Regions from separate parts of the Ovis aries genome. Here region 2 is linked to region 1. A link is a contact called in public Hi-C data. All regions are on one chromosome and are shown on one strand. Each heading gives the region's core, a stretch centred on a gene start, on an enhancer-like site or on the middle of the called end of the contact. The rest is flanking DNA. Distances are from core to core; before and after follow the strand shown.

The links. Hi-C and Micro-C count contacts between places; a contact is called where the count stands out from the background.
Region 2: a Hi-C map of hypothalamus shows a contact between it and region 1, with 5 times the contacts expected there. The contact joins the enhancer-like site here to the promoter of SUDS3 in region 1. A contact is called at or near these places in 4 of 16 Hi-C or Micro-C datasets (hypothalamus, liver, muscle and 1 more).

Annotation. Positions count from the first base shown.
Region 1 is chr17:56,897,062-56,900,201 of ARS-UI_Ramb_v3.0, reverse strand. It overlaps SUDS3 (SDS3 homolog, SIN3A corepressor complex component), which reads left to right and starts at 1,480. Exons shown (of 12, transcript XM_015101645.3): 1 at 1,480-1,758. The coding sequence starts at 1,617.
Region 2 is chr17:57,323,177-57,326,305 of ARS-UI_Ramb_v3.0, reverse strand. All of the region lies in intron 1 of KSR2 (kinase suppressor of ras 2), which reads right to left. Among named protein-coding and RNA genes, the nearest start is that of KSR2, 80 kb to the right of the region's middle. Within about 2 kb of position 1,360, at least 6 of the 54 cell types and tissues checked have an H3K27ac peak or open chromatin away from gene starts, as enhancers often do. A contact at or near this core is called in hypothalamus, where this site is marked.

The DNA of each region.
Region 1 (3,140 bases), core at 231-2,730:
CAAGATTTTATTTACAACAAAGCATAAAATAAGAAATGTTAAATGGGATGAGAAATAAATTTTTCTTTTTGAAAAGTCCCTATGGGGACCAATTTAGAGATAAATTTGGTCACAAAGGATCTGATATTGGGTTCCATCCTGGCTTTTACATCTGTGTTCAACTTTACTGCTTGTACATTATTATTTCTTATGGAGACTTGTTTAGTTACTCAGTTGTGTCTGACTGATTTGAGACTCCCTGGACTGTAGCCTGCCAGGCTCCTCTGACCATGTGACTTCCTAGGCAAGAATATTGGAGTGGACTGCCATATCCTTCACCAGGAAATCTTCCTGACCCAAGGGTCTAACTCGAGTCTCCTGCATTGGCAGATGGTTTCTTTACTACTGAGCCACCAAGGAAGCCCTATGATTTGGGTGCAACATGAAGAATAGTGTTACTCTGGACAAACCGTTAAACATCTCTGGGCCCTTTTACCCCTTTTCTTACTACACACACCTGGATGAGGGACATCCTCAATTTGTTCATTAAGTAAAGCTTATAATACCATGTCCCCTTCTACTCAGAGTAATCACACAAATGAATTCATACAGATATTAAACTCTTTTTTCCAAGTTACCAGCTAGCGCCTTCCTTACCTGTGTTTAATTAATTTTCTGCAGGCACATGTTCCACTTGCTCAGTTGAGAGTTGGTTAGCAAGTTACTGGATTGGGAAAAACAACCTTTTAAAAAATTTATATTCTGAGAAATATAAGGCAGCTGTACCGGAGAGGACCTAGGGGTGACAATCTAAACAAAGCAGGCTGGCCGTTACCTTTTTTTTTTAAGGAAACTGACAGCTCTTTTATCTGTAAAATCGAGATAATACCGTACTGAGCAAACCTACACAAGCGGAAAGTCCTCCCACCGACTGGGAAGATACAGTTTTGCTGGCTCCAGCATGGCATCTTCGTTTTCATTTTAGTTCTTCAAAAGCTCTAAGCAGTCAGACGAGGAGCTGGGCTCCTTTTCTTCCGGATGATCACTCAAACTCTAAATGTCTAGGTTTCCCGACCTATAAACAGGATGGTTCATACCATTCACCTGTTTAAGTAAGAGGCCCACCTCCACCTACGTAGGAGAGCCCTGGGAACCCTTTGCCTCCCAAGTCCCTAAAAAAGCATCTCTGGTTTTGGCTCCAGGCGCCGCCTGGTGGCTGTTTCCGTAGGTGCCTCTGAGCGTTAGGGTCCTAGCCGCGGTCCGGCCTGCCCAAGAATTTGCCTAACTCGAGAGCCTGTCTGTGCCCCTCCCCTCTACCCGTCGAGGATTTTAAAGACGGCGATGAAGGAGATGGCGTTAAGGCGAAGAGGGCGACCGGCAGCCTCGCCACTCCCTCTAGGATGGCGGAGTCAGGCGGTCGTCAGGCAGCTCGCGACCCGGAAGTTGCCGCAGGCGCGAGGCCCCCGTTGCCGAGAGCGGGCGCGCGGGGCGGGGCTTGGCGAAGACGGGGAAGGGGTCGCCGGCGCTCCGGCTCTGGGAGTCGGCGGCTCCCTCAGGCGCTGCGACGCGGACGTAGAGCCTGGAGGGCGGGTGGCTGTGGTTCCCGGGGGGCACGCTCAGCTTCGGGCGGAGGCGACATGAGTGCTGCGGGGCTTTTGGCGCCTGCTCCGGCCCCGGCTGGAGCGCCGCCGGCCCCGGAGTACTACCCGGAGGAGGACGAAGAACTGGAGAGCGCCGAGGATGACGAGCGCAGCTGCCGGGGCCGCGAGTCGGACGAAGGTCCGTCTTCCCGCCGGCTGGGCAGCCCCGGGCCGGGGTGGGACGGCTGCGGGAAGGGGTGGGGCTGTCTGGGGGCGGGGCGGGGACAACTTCTGGGCCTTGGGGGTCGGCTGGAGGGGCCTCCCGGAGGAGCGCGGCTCCCGGAAGTTCCCCCGACCTGTGTTGGGGAAGGGGGAACCTCTGAGGACTTGGTTGCCGACAGTTAACGCGGAGAAGGGTCTTAAGGAGCTGTTATCAGAGCTTGTAGGTCCCTTTAAGGTTCTGCTCGTCTCCTCCCAGCTGTCTCTGAACTTCAGCTTTTCACCGGTCGGAGTGAAAGCCGCCATTCATTGGGTCTATTGAGCACTCCTCGCCTTTTAGTTCCTGAGAGGATCTGAGCAAAAGCCCAGTTTAGCTTCTTAGTTACCAAAGTGTCCCCACGCGCCCCCCACGCGCCCCCCACGCGCCCCCCGCCCCCCCGGAAAATGCTTAAGGCAGCCCCGCTCACAGGTTGGTTGAAAGGAGACCTGAGATCCACCAGATCGAATTAGATCTAAATTTGGCTCAATGAACCCAGCTTAATGATATCAGGCAATTTACTTAAGCTTGTGAGTCTCAGTTTCTCTAACAGCAGTGGGGCTCGCAGTAGTACCTGCTTCCTGGCGTAGGTGCCAGGATTAAATGAGCTTCAGGCCTAAAGCAGATCTTCCCTAGTGGCTCAGTTGTAAAGAATCCCCCTACCAATACAGAAGGAGACACGGGTTCGATCCCTGGGTGGGGATAATCCCCTGAAGAAGGAAATGGCAACCGCTCCATTTTGCTTGCCTGGGAAATCCCATGGACAGAGGAGCCTGGTGGACTACAGTCCATGGGGTCGCAAAAAGAGCCAGCGAGGACTTGGCAACTAAGCACACACACTGGCTTAAAGGATGTGAACTGGTCCTTGATAAAAATACTCAGTGTTTACCATTGGGGAAACACGCTCAGGGAGCAGAAGGTACGGATTTGCTTAATGATGCTCAGGTGTTGGAGAAGGCAATGGCAACCCACTCCAGTATTCTTGCCTGGAGAATCCCATGGACGCAGGAGCCTGGTAGGCTGCAGTCCGTGGGGTCGCTAAGAGTCAGACACGACTGAGTGACTTCACTTTCACTTTTCACTTTCATGCATTGGAGAAGGAAATGGCAACCCATGGCGGAGCCTGGTGGGCTCTGTGGGATTGCACAGAGTCGGACACGACTGAACCGACATAGCAGCAGCAGCAGCAGCAGCAGCAGCAGCTCAGGTGTTATTTTTTCAGTCCCACAGTCTATATTATCATTACTGAAGTTTGGCAAGTGTGAGGAACACTTTTTGAGGAACTGAGGAAGGAGCTGGCCGCAGGAGGAGAAAGGTGAAGAAGT
Region 2 (3,129 bases), core at 111-2,610, 430 kb before region 1:
AGTCCATGCAGAGCTGAACTGCAAAACGTCCAAAGAAATCCCATCTTTAAGTGAGAAGCATTGGGTATCTGGAAACAGCACATCCAAACTGAGCCCACCACCTTTGGCCCCTGTACTGTCGGATACAAAATCAGGTCTCTGCGGGCCTGAGGTCAGAAGGATCACAGGACTTGGGAAGAGTAGGAACGGAGATGTGTGTTTCCCCAGCTTCCCACCAGGGGGCAGCCTGGCACTGTCCACAATAGATGGAATAATTTCTCAGACCTTCCTGGATTTCAGCATCTTCCATGCCTTATTACAGTACTCGGTATTAGCATGATGATAAATTTAGCAGCATAAACAACAAAAAAAAGTTTAAAGTCAAGACATGTGACAGAGCTATAAATAATCATGTCTGAAATCTCTAATGTGAAAATGGGTACTTTTCACTCAGAATCTAAACCAAGATAAACCCAGAGACCCATGAGCAAGCCCCTGGGGTTTGGTTTGCTGGAGTTCAAAACCTTCACCACTCAGATGGTTTTAAAAAGCACAATTAAAACAAACAACAAAAACAAAAACAAAAAAAACTAAAGCAGAGTCTGGGGGCACTGGAAAGGAGTGCAATACAGAACGAGGATCTACGTGGGTTTTCACAGAGCATCTCGTGTGAACCTCATGGTTCACATGCCCATTTTACACATGAGGAAACTGAGGCTGAGGAGAGCTATAACTGGCCTTAACATCACACGAATGAACAGGCAGGCTCCAGAGCCCATTGTACCCCCTCAGGGCTGCCCGTCAGCAGCCACCCGCATTCCTGCCTTCTCTTTAACAGTAACCGGCTAGCTGTGAGGAGCTCAAAGCACTAAATCCGAACGATTCATGTCTTCCCACCGCCCAGACTTCTTTTCCTTTGGCGTTAGACATAAATGGCATTTTCCTGTCCTCTGGGTGTCATCCCCTCCCAACCATCCCCCGATGTCACCATCACAGCACCCTGTTTTTTTCCTCAGGAGCACTCATGCTATCCCACAAATTATCCTGTTTATTGGTTTCCATGGTTACCCCCCCACCCCCACCCCCCTCACCCCACCTCATCATCTCACACACCCATCGGAGTATCAGCTCAAAAGAGCACTGGCTTTTGCCCGTCTTTCCTCCCAGCTTTCAGATCAGTGCCTGGCAATACAAGACATTTTTCTTGGTCGTTCTATGAACTAGCATCATTGGCGAGGAGGCGGGTGGGGGTAAGTGCCGAAGCCTCTATCCAGAAATCTCAACTGCTTTTCCAGCGGGCGCTGCACGTTCAGAGCCAGGCCAACCAGGCCCTGGCTTTGCCACCCAGGCTCTCCGAGGGTAAAGCAATAGCCCCGGCGGCCCAACGCCTTCCCGCGGTTGCCAGGGCGACCATTGTCATAACATCCCCGGCGCTGGGGGGACCAGCTGACAACAGAAGAGAATTATTTGACTCGCTAAACGTCTCAAGTAACCGGCCATTTGCATCCGCAGGCAAATCCGGTACTGAGGGCTGGAGGCCTGGGAGACGCGCCCTTCCTCCTCTGCCAAAGTGAAAGTGAAGTCGCTCAGTCGTGTCCGACTCTGTGCGACCCCATAGACAGCAGCCCACCAGGCTCCTCTGTCCATGGGATTTTCCAGGCAAGAGTACTGGAGTGGGGTGCCATTGCCTTCTCCAAACCGGATCCCAATTAAAACAGGGTTCCTCTGGCCGAGGCCAACCTCAGGCACCAGTCCAGCTCTGGCTCCCTCTGCCCACAACTGCCCGCTGCCTTGGGTTAAAGTCCTCAATGTTCCTGGTGGCTTTTCCTTTTCTCTATAGTCTTACTGCTAATGAATATTACAAACTCTACGGAAAAAAAGGCTTCATACATTTAATGAGCACTTACTTAGATGCCGGCCCCACTGGTCACTGCCTCACGTAATGGTAAATTACAATTTTAATATTTTTGCCATGACAATATATTTTGCTATACTACATAACATACACAGTTTATTATATGTAAATACATGTATTATGTTATTGTGGATTGTATATTATATATAATTTATTTGCCTAATACATATTCATATTCTTATATATATCATAGATAGTGATAAAGTGTTTGTCACTCAGTCATGTCCGACTCTTTGCACTGTATGGACTGTGGCCCACCAGGCTGCTCTGTCGGTGGGATTTCTCTGGGAGGAATACTGGAGTAAGTTGCCATTCCCTTCTGCAGGGGATCTTCCTGACCCAGGGATCGAACCAGGGTCTCCTGCATTGCAGGCAGATTCTTTACCATCTAATTCTAAATCTATAATACATAAGATAATTTTAAACATAGCAATATCTCTAGTATACAGCATATATATCTATAATAATAAAACTGACATTTGTTGATACTTTTTATACGCCAGCCCTATGCCTACTGCTTTAGTTGTGTTAAGAATGATGCTCTTATCAATGATCTATTATGCAATAATATATTCATAATCATAGCTAAGTTTAACTGAGCTACCTACCATGTATCAGACACTGCGCTAAATGCTTCATTCATGTTATTTGATTGTCATATGTACCCTAAGAGCCAAGAACTTTATCATTCCCCATTTTTATATTTTTTTTTTTTGGCTGTGCTGCTTGTAGGATCTTGGTTCCCCAACTGAGGATCAAACTCATGCCCCTCTGCAATAGAAGCATTGGGCCCTCACCACTGGACTGCCAGGGCATTCCCTAATTTCATTTTTAAGATGAGAAAATGGAGGTACAGAGTGATGGTATAATTTGCCTAAGGTCAGAGAGATAACAAGAAGGGGCTGAAAGCCTGGTCTGTTCCTTATTTCCATTCCACACTTTAAATATGTCGACCTTTAGCTCCCTTAGGGGAGCTTGTTAAGAGCACACAGGCTGAGCCCCTGCTCCCCCCAACCCACACGTGCAGAATCAAATACTCCTGAGAACGGGGGTGGGGGGTGGCTTTTCTTCTTGTTCCTTTTAAACAAGGTCCCCAGAGAGTTCTGACAGAGGCAGAGAGGTGCAGAACCACTGCCGAAGGGTTCTTTATTAGCCACTGCCACTGCAGCGCCAATTAGGTGATCTGATTAAACGAGGGAGTCTGGAGGGGCTCGAATTCCGGAGAGGGCTTAGTG